Regions from separate parts of the Sus scrofa genome. Here all the other regions are linked to region 1. Evidence: chromatin contacts called from public HiChIP or PLAC-seq data. All regions are on one chromosome and are shown on one strand. The core of a region is the stretch at or near the end of the contact, and the rest is flanking DNA. Distances in the headings are between cores, read along the strand shown. Region 1 holds the start of SLC38A2 (solute carrier family 38 member 2). Region 2 holds the start of ARID2 (AT-rich interactive domain-containing protein 2). Region 3 has its middle 60 kb from the start of SLC38A4. Region 4 holds the start of SLC38A4 (sodium-coupled neutral amino acid transporter 4). Region 5 overlaps SLC38A4 (sodium-coupled neutral amino acid transporter 4).

Region 1 (2,728 bases), core at 105-2,604:
CTTTTCCTGTCTGTTGTTGGGGTTTTGTTTTTGTTTTTGTTTTTTTACAATTTTTGTTTGACTGAGAAAAACTCACCGAAGGCCTTTGCGTGTTGTTTCCGGGATACAGGAGCCGAGACCTCTGAGGTAAAGCGCGCGGGGGCGTCTGTGCAAAGGGCGCGGGCCCCCGGCGGAGCGGGGGAGGGGCGTCCGGGAGGGGCCGCGGCGGGAAAGCAGCTGCGGGTGGTTTGCTTCAGCGGAGGGTGTTTTCGGTCTGCTGGCCAGTCTTCGACCCCGGCCCGCACGAGGGTCACCGCCCTCCTCCGGGCGGGGGAGGGGCGCGACGCAGGGGCCGCGTGCCCGCCCGGAGCGGAACCGCATCCTCCCGTTAGGGGGAGGGGAGCCAGCTGGGCCCGCGGCTCCGCTGCGACAAGTCTTCTGACTGATTTGAATTAATGAAAACAATTACAGCCAAGGGTCCCGGAATTCGGGGGCGGCGGAGGAGGGTTCGGGTTTTTAGTATAGCTTGGGGGCCAGGACTGGGGAAGAGCAGCCGGGAACGTTTGACAATCGGCGATCGATATTGCATCAGTTTCCTTTCCGGGCATAGGAGGGGCCAACCGGGCGAAGCGCTCGCGGGCCGAATGCCTGTGGACGGGTGTGCTCGAAGGCACGGGCGTGCGCGTGTAAACAAACCTTAGGCGCTTCTGCGAGCCCGCGAACGGACGTCCTCCCCTTCTCGGGAGAGGAGCACTCGTGTCAGCCCTTTTCGCCCGCTTTGAGTCTGTGTGCCGCAGAGGCATTTCCCCTTCTGGGGGCTCCGGGAGTGAAAGGACGGACGACGCGGCATTGCTGTTGCAAATGCCAGACACGGGGAGCTTTGCGCTTGGGCTCTGGGCTGCTTGCACATCCAGCCAATGTTTGGGTGGGATGTGTGCCCTGCGTGCATGTGCATGACCAAGGAGGCTTCGAGAAAAGCAAGAGACTCCTTCCCGTGAAAGTGGAGAGAATGGAGAGGGCGAAACTCTAAATTCCAGTGGCGAGAGGCCGCGGGGTTCAGAGGGCGCGGGCCTCCGAGGCCGCAGCGCTGCAGTGGGACCATCTTTGTTCTCCGCGGCTCCGCGGTCTGTACTTTTCCGCCCCTCCGCGCGCGCCCCCGCCCCTCGCGCTCGGCTGGTACTTTTCCACTCGCCTGGCCAGGGATGAATCAGCCGCGCTGCGCCGCCCGGCGGCGTCACGTGACCAGGGCGGGCGGGCGCTGCAGTCCTGACGCGCCGCCTCTACCTTCACAGGCAGCCGCCCGGGCCCGTGCATCGCCAAGGACAAAAGGCACCCGGCGTTACTTGCTGCTCCCGATTCCTGTCGCTCCACAGCATGAAGAAAACCGAAATGGGAAGGTTCAATATTTCTCCGGATGAGGACAGCAGCAGCTACAGTTCCAACAGCGACTTCAACTACTCCTACCCCACCAAGCAAGCTGCTCTGAAAAGGTGGGAGAAGTTGTGTGCTTTTTTAAAAAACGACTTGTATATACACTGAAGGTTCTTTACCTGGGACTCTGCTTCTGTTGCTTTAATTTACTGTAGCGTTTGGAGAGACTGTGCAATTTTTGAGATGATGGGGTTTATTGCAATGACATGATATCCTGTAAAAGTCTTCCAGTTAAAAGACTCCTAGTTAATGTGCATTTAAATAAAGATGTGTGACAGCTAAATGGGATGGGGGCTTTTGTGTTAAAGCATTCCTTTGTATCTTTCAGCCCAATTTAGGATTTTTTTCTCTTTTTTTGCAGCCATTATGCAGATGTAGATCCTGAAAACCAGAACTTTTTACTTGAATCGAATTTGGGGAAGAAGAAGTATGAAACAGACTTTGTAAGTTAAAAACAATATTTTGTATCTCTGTGGCTTTATGGACTAAAAGAATAGTTTTACTTTTAGATTTCAAATCTAACTTGCCCAAAGCTGGTTTTTCTCCTTTTAATTATTGTTATATGTTTGGTTATCGTTTCCCTCTATGTAGCATCCAGGTACTACTTCCTTTGGAATGTCAGTATTTAATCTGAGCAATGCGATTGTGGGCAGTGGAATCCTTGGGCTTTCTTATGCCATGGCTAATACTGGAATTGCTCTTTTTATGTAAGTATGTGTAAGTAGAGAGTCTGCCATGCAGGGCAGTTAATATGATACAACGTATATTTTGGCTCCAGAGACTGAATTTACAGTTGAAGTAGTTAAAAGTCATTTGCTTGAAATTTAAAATATGAGAATTCAGAAAAATCTCTTTATTCTACTATTTAGCTGCATGATACTAAAAAAGCCAATTAGAGAGGAAAAATTAGGACAACATCCAAAACTGATAATTAAACTGAAAGTGTTTAAGTCAGTGGGAATAGTTAAAATTGAAAAGTGATTGGCTATTAAAAAAGAATTGTTGATAAGTCCTGGGTAGTTAGAATTTTTGTTCTGGCAAAATCTGAAGCAAGAGGTATTAAAAAACATGGTATCTCCAAGTCAGTTGGTAAATTGACAGTCATCCCAAGGACCTGTGGCCCCTTATGTACATAAGGAACACAACTAGTTTTTTTTTTTAAATATATAGGGTGTGGTGGTATTTGCCTAACCTGGAACATGTTTGTTTTGAGACAAGTGAGTCATAATCTTCTGGACACAGAAAAGCAACCCATATGTGATTTTTTTTTTTTTAATACATATTTCTTCAGGCCTTGTGATTGCCACAGCAAAAGAGG
Region 2 (2,728 bases), core at 82-2,581, 490 kb after region 1:
GGGGGGGCCGGGGCCGGGGCCGATTCCGATCCCTCTCCCAGATCTATCCATCTCCATAGGCCCTTCTTTGAGGCCTACAGCTTCTGCCTAGCCTTGAAGCCTAAGATGGCTATTTGGAGACAGGTCCTGGTTTCTTTTGTTAGCTGTATAAACCGAGGGCGACGGGGCCGAGGCTGTGCCCCCGGCTGCCGGGATCATTTCGCAGCCGATTATCGATGTTAAACCTGCCCGCGCTAATTTTGAGTTGCACGAAAACTGCTCTCAGAGTCTGTGTGTCTCTGTGTCTCCGCCTGTGCTAGAGCGGCAGCGGCGGCAGAGCTGACTCGCGAGCGAGCGGGCGGGCGGGCGCGGGCGCGGGGCGGGCGCGGGGCTCGGGCGGGCGCCCCGCACGCCCGCACTCCCCGCTGCGGCGCTCAGACCCCGCCGGGCCGGCCGGGCACCGGGCAGGGCGCGAGCCGGCGCCGGGCCGCCCGCCCGCCGAGCCCCGCGCCCGCCGCGCGCACGCGAGCCACCAGGCCAAAAACAGCCCCGCCGCCGTCCGCCTCCGTGCCACCGGCTGGGAGCGAAAAGAACGCCTCTGGCCCCCGCGGGCCACCCCCCCAGCCCCGAGCGCCCACTCCGGGGTCAAAGGAGACTTTTTGGAGGAGGCCAGCGAGAGGGAAATACAAATTAAAACTTCCACTCACCTTCGCGAATCCGCCTAAAGTAGTGACTCTGGTGTAGAGACCGTGAAGATCCAGCTCCTTCCCACCCACCGCAGGGATTTTTTTAAAAGGCGACCTGCGGGAGAGAGAAAGCCCCGCACTTGTCAGCCGGGACCCCGCGCCGGCCCGGGCGGGAGAGCCCTGTTCGCCCCGGCTCGCCCCGGCGCTGCCCCCCCGGTTCTGCTCTCACCCTCTGCTGTGGTGGAACTGCCGCAGCTCGTCCAGGAAAGCGAGTCCCTTTCTCCGCTCGTCCGGAGGCGCCTTCCCCGTCGAGTTTGCCATTATTTTTTCAAAGGAGGTTTTTAAAAAACCCAGATCGGTGTTTTAAAAGCGCCCCCCGCTCCCTGCGCTTCCTACCAGAGCCCGGAGCCCATTCCTCGGCCGGCGGCGGCGGGGCTCAGTCATGGGCCGGCGGTGGCGGCGGCGGCGGCGGCGGCGGCGCAGGGAGGGAGGGAGGGAGGGGGAGGAGGAGGAGGAGGAGGGGAAGGAGGGAGCAGGAGGCCAGGGGGAGAGGAGGGAAGGAGGGAGGGGAATTTCTAAAAAAGTTTAAAGAAATCGGAGCGAAACTAGAGGGGCAGGCGACTGCCGGATCCGCGCGAAGCCGCGGGGCGAGCGCGGCCCCCACCCCTTCCTTCCCTCCCTCCCCGCGGCCCGGCTCTCGCCCGCCTCTCAGCGCCGCCGGCCCAGGCGGCTCGGCCCGGGGACGCGATTCAACATGGTGCTGCTGCCGGGGACGCGCGAACAGGCCAGGGGAAAGGCGAGCTGACGGTGAGGGGCCGGGGCGGCCGGAGGCCCGGGAGTTTCGGCAGCCGCGGCGGCGGCGACGGCGGCGGCGGCGGCGGGGCTGGGGCAGGCGGGGCTGGGGGTGGGGAGGGGGAGGTCTGTGTGGTGGTTTGTGGAAAGCGGGGTGACAGCGTGTATTCCGGCCGCAGCTCCGCTGGGCCCTCGCACACATTCACGCGCGGCCTCGCGGCCGGGGCGTCCCCGGGCAGAAGGCACCGGCGGCAGCCGAGCCGCTGCGCGCCACCCGCCTGCTTCCCTCCCCGCCAGCCTCCCTCTCTGCCGGCTCCAGCGCCGCCACAGCCGGGCAGCCAGCGCCGCACAGCGACCCCCGAGGGCCGGCCGCGGCACTGCGCCTGGCTCCACACCGCCCCGGCTGCTCCTCGCGGGGAACAATAGACTCGGCTCGCCGGGCTTAGGGTTCATCTGCAATGTGCCGCACATTTCACACGCACACAAAGCCGGCGGAAAGGGGGGAGGCGCGGGGAAACGGCCACTACCGGTTGTTCCAGGGTTAGGGGTGGAGGCGATGTTCGCGTCCCCGGCCCGGCTGTTGGAAGGGCCCATTGGAGTCCCCGCCCGCCCGACAGAACCTGTGTGGCGCTCGGGAGCGAAAGGAAGCCCAGAGGGGCAGCTCCTCACGCTCCGCATCTTTTCACTGATCAGAATAAAGTCAATCTGTCAATCTTTTTTTTTTTTTTTTTTTTTTTTTTAAGGTCTAAGAGAATCGGCTTTTCTGAGCCTTGTGCTGGTATTTGGGGGCCTGGTTAGCACATTTTCCATGAATTATCCACAAACTAACTTTAGCGAACTGTAAATGAAATACAATGTGAACTGTCCTAGTTCTGTAGAAATAGAGTCATGCTCTTAATTCATCTTCCCTTTGGCTTCACGTCTCAAACTAGATTATTCTGTGCTGAGTTATGCAAACAGTAATTAAACTGGTTGGGAAGCAATCTTTTGAACTTTGACGATAATAATTAACATTTGTTTTTATATTAAGGTATCTTAAAGATAGTGCGCTTTAAACCACTATTGACTAAAACCTTTAATTTTTGCTTTCTCTGAAATGTCTCACATGCGACCTTAGTTCCAAATATTTTTTCTTTGAAGCTCAAAAAAAAAAAAAAAAAAAAAAAAAGGCTGCTTAGATGGGAGACTCAACACCTCAACAAATACTACAAGTTTGCATCTACCAGCAGCTGGAGTCAGCCCTTTGCTACAAATGTTAATTAAGCTCCACG
Region 3 (2,728 bases), core at 172-2,671, 420 kb before region 1:
GGACTGAGCAATGCACACAGAAGATGGAGGCCTGGGAAATGACTTTAAATGAAAAAAACATATGAACATGAAACACTGAAATACTAGAGGAAAGCAAACAAAAACCAAAGAAAGTAGAATTGAGACAACAAATGTTTTAAAAATTACTTTGTATTTTACGTTTTTGCCACAGTGTGTTGTGGCTTCATACGGAATCTCAGTTCCTAGACCAGGGATTGAACCATGGCTGCAGTGGTGTAAGTGCTGAATTCTAATTACGAGGCCGCCAAGGAACACCCCCAAATTATTGTTTTGTTTTGTTTTTGTTTTTTGCTGGAACAAAGTAATGCTAAAAATATCCTTCCTAGAGAAAATTAGAGGCACACCAACCACCTCTAAATAAAGAGATTCTCAGTCAATCAAATATTTTCTAAACCTAGCAGTTGTTAATTTGCAACACCTTGATGGGAAAGGAAGGCCAATGATTTGGGATGTTTCTTTCCTAGTAAAATGGGATATGACCAGTAACTTGTTGCATTCCATAGCTTATGTAGCTTATCTTTATTAAGATAGCTTATATGAACTGAGAACTTGTAAAGTACCAGAAACAACATTAAGTATTTTTTACTTGTTACCTTATTTTATAGATACAGTGTGATGTCATCATCCATAAACTTATGCAGTGAGTGACTGCTAGGGCTCTGGACACGGGCTCTGTGAGGCTGGGTCCCTGCTTCTCACTGCTGTACTGCATTGATCACCACGTGGAACCGCAGCTTGGGAGGGAAAAGAGCTGATCAGCTCACCAGGCCCACCTCCTCTACCACATTTTGTCAAGGTTTCTTCTTTTAATGAACCAACAATGGTTTCCCAAGAAACAGATTTCTACAAATGGTTTTGCACATTGCAGGATCCAAAACAATGCCAACTGAATAAGAGCAGCTGTACAAGAGTGGTTTGATCCTATCTGTATGAATAAAAGCAGAGGGTTTTTACAGTTTTACTAAAAGAACACAAAGGAATGTTGGCCTCTCCTAAAATGAATCCCATTTTTAAAAATTGAAGTGTAGTTAAATTACAATGTTATGTGAGTTTCAGGAATACAGCAAGGTGATTCCATGATAGACAGATAGGTGATAGATAGACAGATATGTATCTATATGTACATATATCTATATATTTTCAGATTATTTTCTATTATATGTTGTTACAAGATATTGAATATAGTTCCTTGTGCTATACAGTAGATCCTTGTTTAAGAATGAATCCCATTTTAAATACTCAAATAACTTAGAGTAAAATAGAAAAACAACAACAAAAAAGTGCGACAGTTAAATTAACTTCTTTGAATTGCCTTGAAAACAAATGGCCGAGGGCAAAGATGGAGGTGATTTCTCTGTGTTCTCCACGTGGGGGCGCACTGAGCCCTCCTCAGGCCTTAGGACAAGCCTGTAGCTCCGAGTGTGTACCTACCAGATAAGGAAGAAGAATGCAGGAGCAAGGCCAGAGGCCCCTGAGAACCATCAGTCACGTTCAGGGGGATCAACGATCTTTATCAGCAGCGCTCAAGCGCTCGTGTCCATCCTCACAGGCCTGGGCGACCTTCCCGTGGGTTGGCAGCAATCACGACCAGGCCTCGGAGGTGGATGCAGCCATTCGCTAGTTTTACAGAAGTCCCCGCATAACAATAATCACAGCACACCACTGTTGTCCTTTGCACTCAGCGAGGGTGAGCACGCGTCTCTTCTGGAAGGCTGTACATTCTGGGTCTCTTCTCCCCAGTCGGGATAAAATCTCTTCATGAGACACATCAGCAACTGTGAGGGGATGGCGTGTGAGGCACACCTTTTAAAATAGGCCTGGTGACATAATTCAGTAAGTGGCTCTTTCCCAGGCTGGGGTGGAACCTATTTCCAGAGGAAGATAAAGGCAGCGAGCCAAAGGTAGCCAGCCAGCCCCCTGAGCCGAGCAAGCCCGGGCCCAGAGAAAGACCAAGGTCAGGAAGCTTTCTAGATTTCCTTCCTCTCCCCCTCCCCTAAACATAGCTCTGAAACGCAGTAGCCATAGGTACCTTTTCTTTGGAAAGCCAGGAACAGAGGCATTTACAAGAAAACAAAGGGGGAGGCTGGTTTAAGACGCCAGAGCCTGAGGGAGATTCCTGGGTGGGCATTAGAAATACTTGACACTCATTTCTATTCTGTCCCAGACTCTTCAACATGGTTGTCTCAGGACGTGCTGAGGGATTCCCTAGCTCCTGGTTTCAGGATAACGGAGCTGTGGGTGCTGCCCGACTCCCTCTTGTAAAGGCCCCTCTTGCTACTGGGCACCCGTCTCATGACAGAAGGTGCCTTGAGGTAAAGCAATTCACTCTCAAGTGCTCCCAGTAGATGGCAGCACTAACCTGGCTCATTTAGTTCAGCGTCTGCTTTGGCAGCAGAACTCGGCCTGTTGCTTCAATGGCAACATCGTAAGGATGGGAAATAGATAATTAGATGCTTGCCTTAAAAAAAAAAAAAATGTCTACTTGGGAAATAGATAATTAGATGCTTACCTTAAAAAAAAAAAGATGTCTACTTGGGAAGGAAGAGGTTGGAGGATTTTGCCCACATTCATGGAGACACGTGCAAGGCAAAGGGAAAACCTTGCTTCGTTTCAGGTGGCTTTTCTTCCTCACCAAAGTCCCAGACACATCCATTTGTTACGACTTTCCTGAAGAAAAGAAAAGATAAGGCTTGGAATTAAAAAGAGA
Region 4 (2,728 bases), core at 70-2,569, 360 kb before region 1:
TAATGAGTTGTTTTTAGGTTTCAAAATGGTAACTCCAGGAGTTCTCCTGTGGTTCAGTAGGTTAAGGATCTGTGTTGTCACTGCAGCGGCTCTGATCATTGCTGCAGTTCAGGTTTGATATCTGGCCCAGGTACGTCCATACATTTAGAGCCAAAAAAAGAAAAAAAGAAAGAAAACCCACCACTAACAAAATGGTAGTTTCAGTGAGGGTATTTATGGCATCATCCTTCTATTGAATTTGCATTGTTGGATAGTTTTAGTACAATTTAATGTTTGTGCAATATGTATTAATGGAGAGTTTTAAATATTTCTGACTATAATACCACTGCATTACCCAGATGGATTTCTTGTTGTTATTGTTGTCTTGTTTCTTAAAGTGCTAAGATCTGCTGGTGTACTTGTTAGTGGGAACCATAAAATGAGAGGGTTCTAGGTATTCAAGTTCTGAACAAATGCTGAGACTGACCATTCTGAATAAGCCGAAATAAAATAAAGTGTTCCTTAAAGAATGACAAATATAGAATAAACATGGCATTGTGAACATATTACTTGGGCCTTCTTTGAAACAGGAATTTCGATTAACTTCAGAAAATGGTGTGGGTTTTTTCGTTTGTTTTTTTGGTGTTTGTTTGTTTGTTAGTTTTTGTCTTTTTAGGGCCACACCTGAAGCATATGGAGGTTCCCAGGCTAGGGGTCCAATTGGAGCTGTAGCTACCAGCCTAGACCAGAGCCCCAGCAGTGCGGAATCTGAGCTGAGTCTGTGACCTACACCACAGCTCGTGTCAATGCAAATCCTTAACCTACTGAACAAGGATTCTTAACCCACTGAGTGAGGCCAGGGATCGAACCCGCATCCTCATGGATGCTAGTTGGGTTCTTTAACCACTGAGCCTCCACAGGAGTGATAGGTATTTTTCTTTAGAGTGATAGGTAGTGCCTTGGATAAGCAGAAATGAAATTATGGTGCAGTTTATTAAATCCGTATATGCTGAAGATTTCTTACCGTGGAATCCTAGGAAAAAAAATTACCACTAAAGACCCCTACTGATGGTTAAGTGCTGGCAAGCTAGTCTCTTCTCTGCTCTTGCATAAAGTGATTTATACTATGAATGACAGGGCGTTTTTGGTACCCCTTCCCCAGCTGTTTTTTCCCCCCTTTATATCAAGTTCAGGTTTGACATCCCCAAACCTGGAGGACGTTTAGAGCCATCCATTGAGAGAAAAACAAAGCTCTTTTCCAGACTTCAAAATGAGGATCGACGTGTATTTCTGTACATAAGACAGATCCAATTAATGCAACCTTGACTAATGAAGAAAATTAATCATCCCCAAAAAAATCCTCGCAAAAAAAGCCCAGCTCACACCGTGAACCCAGGAAAGTGGGCTCAAGGGCTGGCAGGTCCCAGGCTTCACTCTTGGGGGACAGCTGGACAAGGCAGCCCCACCTGGGAGGATGCTTTTGTTTACATCTCAGGTTGCCGCCTGATGATTGGTGGCTGGGCTGGAAGGGAGGGTCCATAGGAAATGCGACACTGGGGATGCTGCCCCCTATCACATGATGGAAATTTCCACTCTTTAGAAGGCGAAAAGAAAGAAGGGTCTCTCAATCCATCCTTTTCCCCCGGATCCCAATCGGGAGAGGGAAGAAAAAGGCGGGTGAGTGAAGCTGTTTCTATTTTCCGTTAGACTTAGAGACTTGTCACTGTGCAAACTTGTGGCTGGATCCTACCGGTGATGAGTGTGTGCGCATGGGGACACGCACACGTGTGTGCAGCCGTTCATTAAACAGTCTGGGGCTTAGGTCAGGCGCCGTGGCTCTTCATGTCTTGTTGATGGTCCCCAATCCTTACTGTCATTTCCCAAAGGATCCCACTTTGGGCGGGTTATTGCAGGCTAACGACTGGAATGACAGAATTAAGTAAACCAGGGCACACCGGGGTGTGTTGGGGTGGGTGCGGTGAGGACACAGGCTGGGAGGGTTCCTGTGCCTCCCTTTGCCAGGAGTGGTGGCCATGCCAAGGCTGCCTATTCCGGGGGTGCAGGGGTGGGGAGGGCAGGGGGTGGCTGCCGTGTGGGACACCCCCGCTCCCGGGCCCGGGATTCCCTGGGCTCTTGAATTTCGAGATGCTTGCCCTGAGACAGCCTCCCACCGCGGTAGCCCGGCCGCCTGCCCGACGGAGGAAGCCCGAGTCCCGGCTGCGGGATCTGGCTCCGCGTCAGCTCGGGTTCGTGCCCCGAAGGTGTTATCCTAGTAGCGGGACCCATGCCCGTGTCCTCAGAGCGGGGACAGTGGGTGCAGCACTTAAAATAGATCCATCGTCGCTGACAGCTGGGCCACCCAGGAGACCTGCAAGTTTGGGGAGGCTTCTTCAGGGCAGGAAAAAAGGCGAGAGCAAGCTGGGTCCCAGGGGCCTTGGCGGTGGGCGGTGAGCAGGTTTGAAGACTGAGCCCGCGGTGCTGAGCGAGGCATCCCGCGCCGTCGAACTGAGAAGCCTGGGGCGCCCTGGAAAGAAGGAAGAGTCGGCGCAGAAATGCGGTGGAAAGAAGAGTGGAGCCGAGCAAACGGAGAGAGGACGTCGGGGAATAAGGAAGAAGCCCAGAGAGAAGGGAAGAAGGAGAGATCGTGTGGCATCCAGACGCCGGGAGGGACAGGAGTTGGAGGGAAGAGAGAGGAGGAAGTGAACGAAGGGAAGAGAGGATGGAGGGGGGAACGGGGACGCAGGGAGCT
Region 5 (2,728 bases), core at 81-2,580, 290 kb before region 1:
TAACCATAAGTTTGTTTTATACACCTGTGGGTCTATTTCTGTTTTCTGTACAGGGATTTATTATTCTTTATTCAAGTTTGAAGAGCAGGCTTTCACCATGTACTTCAACCATTATCCCTGTAAACTTTCTATACTATTACATCATTAAGCCAAATCTCAGTCTTTCTAGAGCCACGAGACCTTAAGAAACTGCATTTATTTCCACTCAAAGGCTCAGTGCACATAGATTTGCCTCTAACTCAGCTTTCTGAATTAGAGAGCTTATTTCTTTTTTTTTTTTTTTTGTCTTTTTTTAGCTATTTCTTGGGCCGCTCCCACGGCATATGGAGGTTTCCAGGCTAGGGGTTGAATCGGAGCTGTAGCCACCGGCCTACGCCAGAGCCACAGCAACGCGGGATCCGAGCCGCGTCTGCAACCTACACCACAGCTCATGGCAATGCCGGATCATTAACCCACTGAACAAGGGCAGGGACCAAACCCGCAACCTCATGGTTCCTAGTCGGATTCGTTAACCACTGCGCCACAACGGGAACTCCGAGAGCTTATTTCTACAAAGGACTAAAAAGCACATACATGTGACCTCTGCTGAGAATAACCTGTATTCTACTTGTTCATGCTAAAAATGTATCACTTTCAAACAAACATAACCTAAGCACTACACATATATCATAGAAAGCTTATTTTAAGCTTGCTAAGTTTGGACCATATTGCATAAGCACTAATCGTAGGACATAATGGAGAATTTATAAGCTGCTGGGGAAAACAAAATCAAACCATTCATTTTCCTCAGTCTACTTTACAGGGTGAGTTTTACAATTTTCACTCATCCAATTTTCAAAATCCGTTACAAACTCACTCTTTAACTGTTTCCAGAAACTATCTGGCTTTGTCATTCTGAAATGAAATTGCCTGTTAAACCTAAACATATGGTTTAATTTGGGGTGGACCGGAATGAAAAGAATGTCGCATTAGACACTGCAAGCAATTCAGCTCAAAGTTTTTGTCATTCATACGTGAGCTTCAAAATATATTTTACATTTTCTGTCTTTTAAATGAATTCCCTTCTCTGCACAGGTAAGAGACTGCAGAAGCAAAATTTTAAAGAGAATATCAATCCCAACCTTTTTATAAATGGGAAGGCCTAGCTTCACTGAAGTGCTCCCTTACTGGAAAGCCAATGAACTAACTCCACTAAGTCAAAAAATGTTTTCTAAAAGATTCCAAAGATAAGAATATTTCCAACTTTGTCAAACTGTTCAAACATAATCCGCACTCCCTCCCTCTACCCACAAGGATCTTTTTATCCAGTTACGTCAGGGTAACTTGAGCGGCTGCTGCAATTGGAGCCTCTCCTGACCCTTCACCTACTTATTTCAGTGGCTGAAACAGGGCTCAGATCGGTCAAGGATTATAAAGGGAGGGAAGAGATTCATTCTATTCAGTTTAATTCAACATTTATTAGTGCCTGCTGTGTGCAAGACACTACAGTAGAAACTCTGAGGAATGTTAAGATCTTGTTCTTTTGGCATTTATAATCTATACTTGGGAGGGAGGAAAAAGAGAAAGGAGGAAACATAAAAAGTATCATATTTTTTAAAATATTAGGAGGCAAAAATGTTAAATCAAATGTAAAGTTAAGAAATACCTAGGTTCCTAAAAATTCTGTTGACAGTCACATGCAGGTAAATTCAGTGCTTGCCTTTAATACTTAATCCAGGCTGATAAGACATGATTAGAAATCAACAAGGGTTTTACCGTGCCTCTGTATTATAGATCTTATCTGTTCTTTTACCTCTTTCTGACTGAGATTCTTTTTAAGAAAAAATTCTGAAGGCTGAGAAAGTGAACAGAAGATAGAACACCAAGGAAAAATGACACCTTTCCAGACATCACACATTAGCAGCGAACTTGCACAGCAATGTGAATGTACTTAGTGCCACTGAACTCGACATTAAAAATGGTTACGATGGTACATTTTATGTTATTTGTACTTTACTACAATTTTAAAATTCCAGCATAAAAACCAGCTTCATGATCCCTTCTGGGAGAGAAACGAAGAACAAAGAACATGCTTTAGAGTGATGAGAATATTTAAAATAGTAAATAAAGTAAAAACAAAGCAGTGACCTTACTTTTGAACCTTCTTGTTGCAGATTCGTACATCAGTGACCACTCTGTTATTTCCCAAAAGACCCTTCAGCTGGATAAGACATTTCCTAATTGCAGCCATAGTTATTGCACTTAATAATGTTTTGGTGATCCTTGTGCCAACTATAAAATACATCTTTGGATTCATAGGTAAGTGTCAGACAAGCTTTTACTTGGTCAACTCAAGTGGATACCTCCGTAAACAGAGGACAGGGAGCCAGTGATGGGAGGTCAAAATCTCAGTCCCTCTCAGGCTCACAGAATTCCTAGTAGCCCAGCTGGGCTCCAGCTGGTCACCTCCCCAGCCCCCACCCCGCACCTCGCCAGGTGACACTGGAAGTTATTCTTAGGATCAGAAAAGTTAGTGCTAAAGCCTACCTTATAGGTTGTCTAGTCTAGCTGCCTCTTCTGACAGACAAAACAACTTGAGCCCCGTAGAAGCCAAGTCATAAAGCTTGGACTAGACCCAGGATCTGCAAAAAAAAAAAAAAAAAAAAAGAGAGGGAGGGGAGTTCCCGCTGTGGTGCCGTGGGTTAAGAATATGACTGCAGTGTCTTTGGTCCCTACAGAGGTGTCAGTT

The links. HiChIP or PLAC-seq counts read pairs in DNA pulled down with a chosen protein or histone mark.
Region 2: an H3K27ac HiChIP or PLAC-seq map of alveolar macrophages shows a contact between it and region 1. The contact joins the promoter of ARID2 here to the promoter of SLC38A2 in region 1. A contact is called at or near these places in 2 of 5 promoter capture datasets (fetal liver and liver), 3 of 47 Hi-C or Micro-C datasets (heart right ventricle, omental adipose tissue and skeletal muscle) and 1 of 2 datasets of contacts at active chromatin or transcription factors (alveolar macrophages).
Region 3: an H3K27ac HiChIP or PLAC-seq map of skeletal muscle shows a contact between it and region 1, with 10 times the contacts expected there. The contact joins the enhancer-like site here to the promoter of SLC38A2 in region 1. A contact is called at or near these places in 4 of 5 promoter capture datasets (fetal liver, fetal skeletal muscle and liver), 11 of 47 Hi-C or Micro-C datasets (adipocytes, brain, embryonic fibroblasts and 6 more) and 1 of 2 datasets of contacts at active chromatin or transcription factors (skeletal muscle).
Region 4: a contact with region 1 is called in an H3K27ac HiChIP or PLAC-seq map of skeletal muscle. The contact joins the promoter of SLC38A4 here to the promoter of SLC38A2 in region 1. A contact is called at or near these places in 3 of 5 promoter capture datasets (fetal liver, fetal skeletal muscle and liver), 1 of 47 Hi-C or Micro-C datasets (skeletal muscle) and 1 of 2 datasets of contacts at active chromatin or transcription factors (skeletal muscle).
Region 5: a contact with region 1 is called in an H3K27ac HiChIP or PLAC-seq map of skeletal muscle, with 4 times the contacts expected there. The contact joins the enhancer-like site here to the promoter of SLC38A2 in region 1. A contact is called at or near these places in 1 of 5 promoter capture datasets (fetal liver), 5 of 47 Hi-C or Micro-C datasets (embryonic fibroblasts, epiblast stem cells, retroperitoneal adipose tissue and 1 more) and 1 of 2 datasets of contacts at active chromatin or transcription factors (skeletal muscle).

Annotation. Positions count from the first base shown.
Region 1 is chr5:77,124,769-77,127,496 of Sscrofa11.1, reverse strand. It overlaps SLC38A2 (solute carrier family 38 member 2), which reads left to right and starts at 1,354. Exons shown (of 15, transcript NM_001317081.1): 1 at 1,354-1,469; 2 at 1,772-1,853; 3 at 2,002-2,117. The coding sequence starts at 1,354.
Region 2 is chr5:76,635,988-76,638,715 of Sscrofa11.1, reverse strand. ARID2 (AT-rich interactive domain-containing protein 2) reads right to left here and starts at 1,331. Exons shown (of 22, transcript XM_021092987.1): 1 at 895-1,331; 2 at 687-780. The coding sequence starts at 986.
Region 3 is chr5:77,548,079-77,550,806 of Sscrofa11.1, reverse strand. No RefSeq gene overlaps it. Among named protein-coding and RNA genes, the nearest start is that of SLC38A4, 60 kb to the right of the region's middle. Within about 2 kb of position 1,421, at least 14 of the 83 cell types and tissues checked have an H3K27ac peak or open chromatin away from gene starts, as enhancers often do. A contact at or near this core is called in skeletal muscle, where this site is marked.
Region 4 is chr5:77,488,133-77,490,860 of Sscrofa11.1, reverse strand. SLC38A4 (sodium-coupled neutral amino acid transporter 4) reads left to right here and starts at 1,319. Exons shown (of 16, transcript XM_013997965.2): 1 at 1,319-1,656. It overlaps LOC106510389, which reads right to left. Exons shown (of 2, transcript XM_021092584.1): 2 at 2,003-2,503. The coding sequence ends at 2,026.
Region 5 is chr5:77,416,368-77,419,095 of Sscrofa11.1, reverse strand. SLC38A4 (sodium-coupled neutral amino acid transporter 4) reads left to right here. Exons shown (of 16, transcript XM_013997965.2): 14 at 2,154-2,298. LOC106510390 (a long non-coding RNA gene) reads right to left here. Exons shown (of 13, transcript XR_002344176.1): 12 at 2,527-2,621. Among named protein-coding and RNA genes, the nearest start is that of SLC38A4, 72 kb to the left of the region's middle. Within about 2 kb of position 1,330, at least 12 of the 83 cell types and tissues checked have an H3K27ac peak or open chromatin away from gene starts, as enhancers often do. A contact at or near this core is called in skeletal muscle, where this site is marked.